Linked DNA regions of Sus scrofa: region 1 is linked to region 2. The links are chromatin contacts, called in public Hi-C maps. All regions are on one chromosome and are shown on one strand. The core of a region is the stretch at or near the end of the contact, and the rest is flanking DNA. Distances in the headings are between cores, read along the strand shown.

Region 1 (7,044 bases), core at 35-2,534, 290 kb after region 2:
GTTGGGTCAAAGACACCAAAGCCAAGAGAGTACACACTATATAATTCAATTTATTTGAAGTACAAGAACATGCAAAGCTAATCTACACTATCTGGTATTTGGAAGAGGTAGGAAAAAGACTAGGAAGGAGCACAGGGAAGCTTTCTGGGTGATGGAAATGTTCTGTATGTTGATTTGGGTGATGATTACACAAAGTTGAAAAACTTCTGAACTGTACACTTAAGATTTTCACATGTTAAGTAAAGTACACCTCTATTTTAAGAATTAAATAAAGATAGGAAAAAAGTCTAAACAATAAATCAATTTAGAAATTATTCACATTCCATTAAATATCAAAGAATCTGGATTCAGGATTAATTTATGGATTAAGGCTTAGGTACTCTTTTTTTCTGGCCTACTTTCTGGTCAGTGCTTCACATTGATAACTATGTTTATGATATATGCATTTGTGTCTGTATTTTGCCAAACTGAAATATCAGTATTTAAACTATACTAAATAACCCCCTCATGCAAACATGCACACACAGAAATAATCCTTTCTGGCAGCATTATGAAATGTTTTTTGACATCCCTCTTTTAATTAAATAAACCATATGTCTCCAATTATCAGTACTATAAGCTTTCAAAATTATGGGAGTAATCTAAATACTTTCTTCAAAAAATTGAACATACAGAGAAAGCTTAGATTAGAATCATGATTTTTATCTATTTTAAGAGACTAGAAGAGCAGAAGGGGTTACAATCTCATCATATTATGCAACTCTTCTGCTCCAATATATCAAAAACTTGATGAACCAAGGTCATGCAGGACAGCTGAGAAGGAATCAAAGTAAACAATGTACCTTGTCGCCAAGAAAGCCTGCCAATGTGAGATTAGAACTCTCCATCCTAACAAAAAAAAGCATCTTTGGAAAGTTCCTACAACATTTTATGACTCATAGATATTCCCAGAGGTTCCTGTTTCCATTCTGCAGTAGACAGTGTTTGAAGACGTGCAGTTCTCGTCAACTGTTGTTCTTAGGCAACTTGGCTAAAATATCTGTTTAAAAAACATTTGTTGGAAAGATGATATGTTTGGATGTTTTCATCTTTTTAAACCAAATTCCAGATTTTAAATTTGTTTAACTCTTAATTCGATGTTAACATAAAGACTGGCCTAAGAAGAATCACTATGTTACATAATATCTATTGTGAACTCAGCAATTTTCCCATTTGAAAACTCCAAACCAGAGGGTATATATTCTTGGCATAGCCCCCCCTGCATATCCTTCCAAACTGCCTCCAGATCCCTGGCTCCGTATTCAATAGTTCTGGCTCTGATCTTGGCCACCCAGTTCAGTATCTCACCTTGGCTTCCACTTTGACCAAAACTGCCAAGTCACCTCCCAGCCCACCAGGACTTGATTCCTGGCTATTCTCCACTTTTGTCTAACCCCAGTTCTCGCTTTCCATTCTAAGTATTGAACAATACTCCTGAGCTCTTTTCTCTACATACTCTTTTAATTTAACTGTACTTCGCTCATTTACAGATTAGCAGTCTTCACCTCCAAGGCCTATTCTCTACTCTTAGCTGGCTCCTCCACTTTCTCTTCTTTTCTCCCCAAAGTACCAAACAATAAACCACCTAGTTCTAAATAGCATCCAAAATCCATACATGGTCTTATTGGTTTGTTTCCTGACAATATGATGATATGAACATGAAAGAAGGCATAATATTATAAAATGTTTTAGCATTATCCCAATAAGTGTTATTCCTTCATTTAATAGGCATGTTAATGGAGGGCGACCTGATCTCTCTTGACTCCTTAAGTGACTCATCGCTGCTCCACTCCCTAGTTCAGTCCTTCATCTCTCCTTTACTCTTGGCATTTCCCACACACATGCTTCCTTTGAAAAGGCAGTTCTTCTCCCAGATCCACACTCATCCCTCCCTTGATTCTGTTGTGGATCAGACTCTACACAGATGTGGCAAACTGGGTCCAGCCCAAACACATGTTCAGTTTGACTTACATAGCATTTTAGACTTTTTTCAGTTAGTTGACAACATTTAAAAATTGGAAGAGTAAGCCTAAAAGTAGAAATTTCTAAAGGAAATGAACAAAGGATACCAACAGTATATCTGCCCTCCCATCTTCATTGCAGCATTATTCACAATAACCAAAATATGTAAACAACTCAATGGATGAGTGGATAAGAACATGTGGGATAGATAGATAGATACATAGATACATAGATAGATAGATAACCAGATATACACACACACAGAGTGGAATATTATTCAGCCATGAGAAAGACAGGAATCCTGCCATTTGCTAAAACATGGAAGGATCTTACAGGCATTATGCTAAGAGATATAAGCCAGACAGAAAAAGACAAATACTCCATGGTATGCTTGTATGTGGAATCTTTAAAAATAAAGGATTAAACTCATAGAAACATAGAACAGAAAAGTGGTCATCAGGGGCTGGTGGATGGGGGAAATAGGGAGACGTTGGTAAAAGGGTACAAACTTTCAGCTACATGGTGAATCTAATGTGTAACAATTAGATTGGTAAGATGGCACAAACTTTCAGCTATAAGATTGATAAAACTTTATTGTATAATTAAAATTTGCTAAGAGAGTAGAACTTAAATGTTCTCACCAAAAAAGATGAACGTGAGGTGACACGTGTGTTAATTAGCTATACGGATGGGGGAATCCTTTCACAATATATATGTGTATCAAATCACCGCAATGTACACTTTAAATACCTTCAATTGGAGTTCCCATCATGGCTCAGTGGTTAACGAATCGGACTAGGAACCATGAGGTTGCAGGTTCGATCCATGGCCTTGCTCAGTGAGTTAAGGATCTGGCGTTGCCGTGAGCTGTGGTGTAGGTTGCAGACACGGTTCGGATCCCACGTTGCTGTGGCTCTGGTGTAAGCAGCAGCTACAGCTCTGATTGGACCCCTAGCCTGGGAACTCCCATATGCCGTGGGAGCAGCCCTAGAAAAGGCAAAAAGACCAAAATAAAATAAAATCAATATCTCTCATCCTACAGGGTATCTATCCACATGGCCTTCAATCATTAAGTCTAGAGTGAACATCTTGAAAGCATGGCAACTAGGCTCCAAAAGGCAAGGACAAGGAAACTGCAGGCCCCTTAACGATGATACAAAGGCCCTGAAGGCCTGGACTAGAACATGCCTGAATGTCACTTTTGCCACATTGTATTAGTTAAAGCAAGTCAAAAGTACAGCCCATTTCCAAGAGGAGGGAAAATAAACTTCATTTCTTATTGTGAAAAACAGCATACATGTAGAGGCAGGTGAGGTATTGATGCACCCATCTTTGGAGACTACCAAAGAATTTAGTAAGGGATAAAAGTAAAACAATGATGACAGTCAAGCATTAGAATTATGGTATGAATAAAATAAAGGTATGAACAAGAGAAATATGAAAGGAGCAGCAGGCAGAAATATTTCTCATAAGAAACATGGAACTAAAACAGTTGTTTCAACTATGACACATAAACTGAGATATTTGAAATAAGTGGTTTTTAAAAATTAGACATTAGAAATGAGTTAAGCATTAACTACAACTACATGAAGAAAATGAATAAGAAGTGAAACACTCCAAATAGAGGCAAGATTGTGGAATAGAGAGGTATGGAGCACAATGAGAGCCAGAAAATGCAAGCACTGCGGTATTAGTGGAGCAAGGCTATTTGTGGATGGACAGGCAGGCTTTCTGTCAGGCAGCTGTACATAAAGATCTGAAGCTTTTTGAAGAGGTCTAGACTAGAGATAATGGATTTGGGAGTCTTCAGAACATAAATGGTGCCAGAAAGACAGAATATGGTAGGTTGAAATAGGGTGGTATGGAAGAGAAAATATAGTGAGAAGGGCATAGGACCAGGAACAGAGCTCTGGAAATCACCAATATTTAAGATTTTGCACAGGAGACATGAGAAATAACAATAGGAGGAGTAGGATGATAATTTATTAGAGAAGTATATAAGAAGAAAGAGGGAGTTTTCAGGAAAAAAGGAATAGTCAACAGTGTCGACTGTCACAGAATATGACCAAGAAAAGCCAAAAAGTGTTGAATCTGGCAATCTGGAGGTCCTTGGTGAATTCAAGAGTTGTTTCAATAGAAAGGGAGCACAAACTAGATTATAGGGTGTTTAACAGCAAAGAGGTGAGAAAGTAGAATAACGCTGTGGATAGAAGGAGGAAATGTTGACTGAGCTAAAACAAAGATGATACTAACGCATTAACTTATGTCATTACCTTACATTACTATATATTAATAAGTGCTAGCTGACCAAATGTGACTGAATGAATAAATACGCAGTATAGTGAAATAATTCACTTTCATAGAAAGTCAACAAGTTCTCTAACACTGCCTCTTTCAAATCAAAGTTCTCAGCATGATATGTTAATATAACTCATGATTAGCTCAAAGAAATCCTAGATTAATCACTTCATTTATGCTCATTTCTTGCCAAATGCTAATAAATGCCTGCACTAGATACAAGTAAAATCATGAGCAACTAAGGCAGCTTGAGGCAAAAGAAAGAACATCAGATTCAGTTCTGCTCCAGGTTTCTAACCATTCACTTGTATGACCTTGCACAAGTCCCTTCATCTCTCCTGGTCTTGGTTTGCTTTCTGTATTATGGAGTATGAACAGATAAGGGATAAGAGATAAGAAATAGGTATCAAGAGAGTTCTGTTATTGTAAAACCTAATTAGAACCCCACTGGTAAGGACTGAGTATTTCTGCAAGGAAAAATTACTATAGATGTCAACACCCATTTTTGTTTTGATTGTGGAGGTATACATGTATATTTCACAAGGCATATTCCATAGTAAAAATCATCACATACATATCACATGCTAAAGGACTAAATCAGGAAAGTATTTTTAATATAAATAAAAAATATGATATAATGAATTGCTACTTGATTTTTCCCATTTTTAACATTAAATATAATTTGAAATATTATTTTTCAAATACACACACACACACACACACGTGGCAAGTCAAGAAACCACACATACACATGGCAAGTCAAGAAACCACAGTTTTTAACAAACGGGATTTTAATGGAGGGAATTGTTTTCACAGGTGTTAGAGGGCTGAACAAGCAAAAAGGGAAAACCAAGGTAACCCAGGAAGCAGCCACCCCGCCTGAGGTTAGACGACCAAAAGGGAAATGGCGAGGCTAACCAGAATCTCGGAGCTAAAAGAACAAGGCCCCAGATTTGATGCTTTAAGGAAGGTGTTTGGGCTGCCTGCTGCTGGTACCTCTGTGGGAATAGGATGAGGCTGGCTCTGGAAGTGCCAAAAGGAACTGGAGGCTGGAGTCACTCCCAAAGGTTGATGATTAGGAAATGTGCCATTTTGGAACTTCAGCCAAGAAGAATGGTACAAATTTAAAAACTGGAAGAAAGTCTTATCTCATATCCTACTACTCATCCCCAATACTTTCAAGTTCCACTTTAATGACTCTAAAATTTGAGGAACAAAGTTTGCAGAGTCACAGCCCTAGCATTACAGAGTAGAGTCAGAAAGGAGGACATGGAGCTGAGAGACAACAGATAAGTAACTAACACAACTTATTTACTCAGAAAAGTGGAGGTTAACTGCATTGTAGTTAACTGCACAAAAATTAACATTGAAGAAAGTACATTAGAGAATGCAAGAATTATGGAGATTTATACATATACAAATAAGTATGTTAGAGCAGAAAAAAAGAAAACTATCCCATGTTTAAGGAATAACATGCAGAAAGAAGGAGGAAGACAAAGAAAATTTAGACTGCATGGAAAAGATCTCTATTAAAAAAGGGAAATGGCACTGGTATAAATATAATAATTACAACATTAAAACTCTAAGTAATTGACTACACCTCAAAAAAAAGTTATATGTATAGTATATTAGTGCTAAAGACCATCATGAAATGTCCCACATAATCATGGCCTCAAATTTAGTATTACTGGGCTCATATGCTCATGAGAAAACACTACTCATAAAGTGCCCTGAAGTTAAAATAGACCAACAGTGACATCTGCTGCTGCGGACTTACTTTGAAAAGGGCCAGTCTCAACACTTTAAAGTCTCCTGCCAAGACACAGGACTTCTGCTGTGATGAGTCAGCACTTCTGGAACCCATGTTTGTCATCTGTGTATTAGAAGCTTTGCTAAGCCAAGAAAGAACATGGGAAAATGAGAGAATATTTGAAAATGTAACTAAAACAAACAAAAAACAGTGGGGTGGAGGCATAAGTGATGAGAAAAAGAGGCTTCATATTGTCTTTTCTCATCCTGTTTTTCCTTTGGCTAAGTTAAGTCCACATTAATTTTGTAGTTGTCAGCAAGCATGAGCATGTCCTCAGTAAAAAGAAAGATTAACTGTAGCCAGCTTCAGTGGATTCCAACACAAAATTTACAGCATGATATCCAGACCAGAAAAGAAAAAAAGTCAAATGATCAAAGGAGAGTATGTGGGCAATATTTGGAGTTACTCTTACTTCGGAAACCTCTTCCTACGTTGATTATACCTCCTTCAACATCTGCTAACCCTCAGGCTTTTACTTTTCTAAAAGCCAAACGAGCAGAAGGTTTGAATCAAACATCATGGCTTTTAAAAATACAAATAATCACCAGAGTAAAGTGGTCAGTGGGGCTCATTTACATAAACTAATAAGTATTAGTTCAAGAAAATCATGGGTTAATTTATTTGCTCAAGAAAAAAAAATAGCAACTGATACTGAATCCCAATTCCAGTTATTACGAAAAAAGATGAACAAGAAAGGCAGACAGTGCAGTGAAGGAGAACTGAATTAGGAATTCTGACTTGTAATACAAGTTCTGACCACTCACTAAATGCATTTCCTTAAGGAAATCAATAACCTCTCTGGGCCTCAGCTTTCTCTTCCATAGTAGGAAAGGACTGGACTACATGAAAGATCGAAAATGGGTTTCAGGAGTTCTTATCATGGCATAGTGGAAACAAATCCAACTAGGAACCATGAGGTTGCCGGTTCAATCCCT
Region 2 (7,027 bases), core at 2,672-5,171:
GGCATGTTTTTTTTTTGTTTTTTTTGTTTTTTTTAAATCTTAACAGAATTTTTTTTTCTTGTTTTTAGGGCTGCACTTGAGTGATATGGAAATTCCCAGGCTAGGGGTAGAATCAGAGCTGTAGCTGCTGGCCTAAGCTGTAGCCATAGCAACATAGGATCTGGGTTACAACTGAAACCTACACCACAGCTCAAGGCAATGGCATATTGTTAACCCACTGAGCAAGGCCAGGGATCATGGATACTAGTCAGGTTCTTAACGTGCTGAGCCACAACGGGAATTCCAGAAATATCTTTAATGATGGCTAATTGATAGTGGCCTACTAGATGGACTCTTTTAAATGGGTTGCCTGTGGCTGCTTCATTTAATTTTTTTTTAAGGGCCGAATCTGAGGCACATGAAAGTTCCCGGGGTAGACATCAAATTGGAGCTGCAGCTGCCAGTCTACACCACAGTCACAGCAACCCAGGATCTGAGGTGCATCTGCAACATACAACACTGCACATGGCAATGTCAGATACTAAACCCACTGAGCAAGGCCAGTGATTGAACCCACATAATTATGGATGTTAGTCAGGCTCATTACCCTTGAGCTACTGCAGTAACTGCCCATTGAATATTTTATAAGCAAAAAAAATTTTTTTAATGATAAAAATCCAGTGCAGGTGAAAGGAGAGCTTAGTTGAACAACTGCACAGGCCATAGGACTTTCACCCAATTGCCAAACAATGAGTTCATAGTGCTAGCATCTCGAATGAAGAAGGTCAGTGCTCTGGATGTTGTCCCCTGCAATAACAACATAACTAATGGGCAGTTACCATAGGACAAACATTGATCTGGTCACTTTAAACATTGATCTCATTCACTTTAATCCTGTGAGGTGCTATTATCTTCATGTTAACCAACTTGATCATAAAATGTTTATTGAACATCTCATGTGTACCAATCATTGAGAAGATAGCTTAGCTGAAGTGAATTTCCTCACTAATACCTGGCCATCCCTTTTCTATCTCCTTCATCTTCCTCTATCCAAGTCATTAGAGTAAATTAGTCACTTTAAAAATCTAATTTTTCTCCCTTAACAATCTTATCTAATTCCACAATTTTAGTCATCACTTTCACTGAAGATAACTTATAAATCTACATCTGCATTTCATGAAACTAAAGACTCATATATTCTATGTTCTAATTAAAATTCCCACTAAAGTTTTCAAATATTTTTCATGAATTAAGCAATATGGTAGTCTTGAGGATCATTCCAAGCTGAGGGATATTCTTGGTGTACTCAAAGAAACAGCAAAGGTAGCATATTTGGAGCAGAGTTAGCACATGGAAGTGTAGTACAAGAAAAGACTACAGAAAGAATGAGAGACAGACTGTATGGTATCATATAGGGAGGAAACCATAGGTCCAGGTTTTCCGAGGAAAACCCCAGTTTATGCATGTTTATTTAATGTCTCAAAACATTTAAAATTTTAGAACTCTCATAAGTATCCTGATTTGATGATATTATATGATCACCCTACTTTTATTTCGTTGCCATGAGGATTTTTGCCTTTGTTCTCAGTGAGATGAGGAACCATTGAGCAAATGGATGACACGATCTTGCTTAATGGTCTTAGAATGTTGCTGTGACTGCTCTTTTGAGATAATAGCATATTGGAACAGAATCTATTAAAACAGTTCAGAGTCCACTGCAATACTTTGGTGAAGGTAGCCTCCACCTGGATGGTAATAGTGGAAGTGATGAAAAGTAATCAGGTTATGGATATACTTTGAATAGAGAGGCAGTGGAAAGTGCTAACAAATTGGAGATACGGTCTAAAAGAATGAGGTGCCAAACATGAATCCAAATGTTTTGGCCTGATTAACTGGAAGAACAGTCACAAGTAGCTGAGATGGAGGAGACTGTCAAGGTAAAAGATTTTGAAGTGCTAAAAGATTTAACAAGACTGGGCACGTTAAATTTAGAATGAATCTATCATCTAAGAATCAATCATCTAAGTAGACTTGCTGAGTTGGAAGTTAGAAATCTGGAGGTCAGAAGAGAGGTCCAATTTAGGGAAATAAATTTAGGAATTTTAGCATATGTGTAGACTTTATATCCATGGAAATAGATCAATCATCAAAAGATTGAGTTTTGAAAGAAAGGAGAAATTGCATAAGAACTGAACTCTGGGATAGTTGAATATTTTACAGGTTGGAGAAGTGAAAAAGAAGCAGATAAGGAGATGAAGTAGAAATGATGGGAAATCAGGAAATTGTAGTGACCTAGACATTATGTGAATAAAAATGTGGTTTAAATTTGAGAATTATAGCATATCTAGAGGATAAGGAAGCTTAAGATTGATGTATTCCAAGGCCACTAATTACATATTTTAAAAAGTGAGCTCAAGGATTTACCTGGTGGCTAAGTGGGTTAACGATCTGGTGCTGTCACTGCTGTGGCTTGGGTCACTGCTGTAGCAATGTTTGACCTGGCTTGGGGATTTTTGCATGCTGCACGTGCAGCAAAAAATAAAATAAAATAAAAAATAAAAAGTAAGATCATGTGAGTTTATATTAATTTTCCTATACATATAGATGTCAAATACTGATGTAATTAAATCTTCTAATTCACAGTTCTCACCTTATCTCTTTCTTGATGGAGAATGGAATAGAACTCTCTTTACCTTCAAACTGGTATCTAAGCAAAAATTATTTCACTCGTAAAATTTATTTTATGTCTTGGGGGTAAAATTTTTGCAGTCATTATAACATTTTTGTAAAATGGAGATAAGTAAGACAAAAATTATTTCTCACATCAGTGAACCCTTCTTTAAAGTCTTCTTTGAATATGACATAATTCTGACAAAACACATGTACAATTCTGTATAGTGCTTATTTCATTTAACACAATACCATTTTTATCCATGAATTTTTTATTTTGATAATAATTAGGAAAAATATAGAGAAAAAAATTAAAGGAATGGCACCAAGGTTAGAAATAACACCAAAGTGACTGTACTGTTATCTAGTTTATACTAAAATTATACTTGTCTGAGTTCTGTCTTAGAGGAATGTCTTTATTTTTAAAAGTGAGTCATAAACTGTGAAAAATATTTTCCTTTCAGACATAACTCTCCATTGAGTCATAACTCACTAAGTGAGCTTGATACAACATTGGTGAAAATATTTCATGTGACAGAGCATACATGAAACCTCTCACCAAATTGTATGTTTCCCACTTTACCACACCCAAAGTTGTCAGAAATTGTCGAAGAATCACTTTTGACTCAATGCCATAAAGGAAAAAAGATTAAGATCCATAGCCAGTATTTTTTTAAACAAATTCTTGTCTGATAATTTTTGCTTCCCCTTCTTCTTTTCACCTCTTTAAATCTTGTTCAAAAAGTATTTCCCTTTAGACTCCTGAGTGTTTTCACTAAAATACATAGAATGACTTGACATCTTTTTAACCACATTTGTCATGACATTTATTAACAGAAGGCCACCCTATGTAGTCCATAAAAGTTATAAATGGGAATTACTGTATTTCATGCCAGTTTAGTGTTAATGGGAAAGCAACTATATGTTTGTTGGAATTTTGAAAATGAGACATTTCACAATTAAATAAAAGGGAGAAAAAAATTAAAATATTTAACTTCTGTCTTAGATTAGGTTCCCTGGAAACATACTCTACGATGGCGACTTATGTATGGAAGATTTATTGGGCATCAGCTCAGGAGATACTGAAAGCCAAGCTTGGACAGAAAGAGAAGATGACCCACATGCAGTTGACACGGAGGCTTCTGGCAATCCTCCAAGAAGCTCTGGCGCCAAGATGGCCTTTCTGAATTGTTGTAATTCACAGTAAGAAGGATGGGTCTGTGTATCCTTCACTCAGATACTCGCTGACTCTGGGCCAGAACCTGGAAGGAATGGAGAGTAGGGGAAACTTCTGTAAGGCAGTCTTGGCAACTGAAGGAATCTTCAGTGAGGGACATGGCCGTGAGCCCTCCGTAATAGGAGCTGATAGGTCAACACTCTGGCTCTGAAGAGATAACATGGCTGGAACAACACATTATCTACTACAAGCTCCGATTCCACTCTCACACTCCGCCAAACACTCTAGGGAAATATAACACATGATTCCTCTCTGTTAGGAATGTGTTGTCTAGAATAGATCATTTGAACCCATATGAAATGGTACAAAAGCCTTCAAGATGAACAATTAAGTGCTAAATTGTGCTCTGTCAACCGTGCAAGATCTAGGTAGTAGAGTAGAAAATGAATTGGCCAGTGATGATTATACTGTCATAACATTCTTCTTTAAGAAAATTAAACTTGAGTTGTACAGTAAAGGAGTATGATTTTGGTAAACTGGAGCAAATGAAAGCTACTTTAGAGTAAGAAACCAAAAAAAAAAAAAAAAAGGAGAATTAGAAACAGGAATGATTATTCCACGGTCATGGGATGGTGACAAATCCGGGCTACCTAAATCTATTTATATCAACTCAACGACATTATTGAGCAATTATTAATGCAAAGCTCAGAACTACATGCTCAAAAAGATTTGAGCAATAGAACGAGATTCCACAAAATTTAGAAACCAACATGTCACAGGACTCAAAGTAATAAGTTGTATTAGAAAGTTAGAAAGGAGTTCCCTGGTGGCCTAGCAGGTGGGGATTTGTGGCTCAAGTTCCATCCCTGTCCCGGGAACTTCTGCATGCCATGGATGTCGCCAAAACAAAGAAAGAAAGAATGATATAAGTCACTTAGAGAGGCACAAGAATGGAACCATCATGCCTCTTTGGAGGCATTCAGGAAAGGTTATGTGAAGTATATTTGGCAATTTATATTAGCCCAGTTTCAGCTGAAGCATGGGTTTCATGTAGTGGTGTTAGAGTCTGCACCAAAGAGCTTAGAATAGCAAGGTGACAGATTTTTGTCTTTTTTTTTTCTAATCTACATTTCATGGAGATCCATCAAAAGAATGATATTAAATATTGGCAGGCTGTTGCTCAAGGGGAGCACAAGTTCAAGGGAAGTATAGTGAAACAGAATCAGGTTTATAGGCAATAAAGAATGAATACATTCTTCTATAATGAACCTGTTGCAGGATAAAGAAGGATGAGTCTTCATTTTAGGGAAGAAAAGGATGAGACTAAAGAGACTTGGCAAGGACACAGAGAACTTTTTTTTTTTTTTTTTTTTTCAAAGACTAGACCGAGGGAAGAGTCACAGGGTGTAGACATACTTACTGAGGAAATTAGGTTAAGAGGGGAAAATGGGGACAGCAAAAGGAGGACATCAGAAGTCATGCAGGAGATGTTTCTATTTAACACAGAAGAACTCAGTGGAAAGTTGCGCAACTTCAGTCTTCCGCAGAGCTTTCTACGTGGCAGTTCACCATGACAGTGATTCATTTGGAAGGGTGGTTCAACATGATAAAATGTGTGACTGATTGGAGAATACCAGGTCAGGGGCGGCTAAGTAGATTTGGAAAGTATCCTTATACAGATGGTCGATGAAATCATCTGGCTCCAGAATGAAATTATTAGGGAGCAGAACTTCCAAAGAAAAGGGCAAAAGGACAGCATGATGTGACTGTGATGAGAAGGAAGAAAGCATCACAGAGTCTGGTTGGCATCCTGGAGTTTTCAATGGTTTAGGAAAAGGAGGCTTTAATTTTGAGGGCTAAGGTTGGGATTAACTCAAGAGTTATGAGGGCATAGAGGAAACTAAACAGAATGAGGGTTATCATTTGTGATTTTGATAAAAACAATTTGGATCTGATTTTCAAATTTCACCTTGAATTTAAACCACCTGGAAACTGTCCCCCATGGAGGCAGCAGGAGCACAGATTTGAAGGCGCAAAGACTGCCACTGCCTGCAAGAATCCACAGAAAACAGCATTAATTCTGCAAAGAAACGTGTCTGATGTTTCAGGGAGGGACTTGGACAGCAGCTTCCTATCTGAATCTTTAGGGCTTACATTTTGACTACAGCTGTCCTCAATTTCTGTTGCATTTTTCTCATTAAAGTGACTAACAGATGTGGTCGTTCTTTATCCCCAGCTGCCTTTCATTATAAGATCAATCTCATAACAGTTCCAGCTGGTGGGAAAATTGTTCACAATGCAGATCTACCTTCCTCTATTTATTTACACTTTGATCCACGTTTTTTTTACCTCATGTGGGCATAGCCCAAACTCTTCTAATATTAATGGAATTAACCGTCGTTGTTTATATGCATAGGTTTTTGGTATGCCCTCCTTAAAATGTGAAATTTAAGTTCCTAGATAAAAATGAATGTAATCTTCATGTTTTTGGTTTAACTTGGATGATAGTCTCATGGTAAGGAATCAATGTGAATTAAGTACCATTTATGTGTATTGGTGGTATCAAAATAAAATCCAGCAGAGAATTAAAAGTACAAGTTATATAGGATCATGCTCAATTAGTAAAATTTTATCTTTAGGGTTTCTTATTATATATAACATTCTCATTGGTATCTTTGCTCAGATTTATTTTCAACCAGAATTTTCATCTTTCTTCATATTTCCTTCTCTTGATCTTCTTGAGTTTAGTGTAAAAATGAGAATAAGAACTGCATTCTTGCATCAAAGGAGGCTTCAGTCAATCTTTTCCAAAGTTCACGGTTACATTTAGCAACCAAGGTTCAGGATCCTATAACTGAAAAATAATATTCCTAATAATAGGAACATGATTTTCCTCTTTCTCTCTTTTCCCCTAAATATTGGTGTTTCTGGGTGATCTGTTCTGGCTCACTGCTCTCCTTTGACATCCTTCTTGAGTGACCTCATTCCCACCCCAAGCTCTAATAGCTTCTCGATGTGATGGCTCTCATATTTTTAGGTCTACTCCCCAACTTATCCCCTGAGAGATGCTCCACAAATACATCAATTACAACCTCAGACTATTTTGTTCTCTATCTCCCATACTGTAAATGTCGTCATCTTCCATTCAGCTACCTAAAAAGTGAGAAACTGGAGAATAATCCTAAATTTCTCACTTCCTTA

What was found. Hi-C and Micro-C count contacts between places; a contact is called where the count stands out from the background.
Region 1: a contact with region 2 is called in a Hi-C map of skeletal muscle, with 11 times the contacts expected there. The contact joins two enhancer-like sites. A contact is called at or near these places in 4 of 47 Hi-C or Micro-C datasets (embryonic fibroblasts, heart right ventricle, skeletal muscle and 1 more) and 1 of 2 datasets of contacts at active chromatin or transcription factors (skeletal muscle).

The regions. Positions count from the first base shown.
Region 1 is chr15:93,891,972-93,899,015 of Sscrofa11.1, forward strand. It overlaps a transcript of COL5A2 not described here. Among named protein-coding and RNA genes, the nearest start is that of WDR75, 86 kb to the right of the region's middle. Within about 2 kb of position 1,285, at least 18 of the 83 cell types and tissues checked have an H3K27ac peak or open chromatin away from gene starts, as enhancers often do. A contact at or near this core is called in skeletal muscle, where this site is marked.
Region 2 is chr15:93,599,425-93,606,451 of Sscrofa11.1, forward strand. No RefSeq gene overlaps it. Among named protein-coding and RNA genes, the nearest start is that of COL3A1, 46 kb to the left of the region's middle. Within about 2 kb of position 3,922, at least 13 of the 83 cell types and tissues checked have an H3K27ac peak or open chromatin away from gene starts, as enhancers often do. A contact at or near this core is called in skeletal muscle, where this site is marked.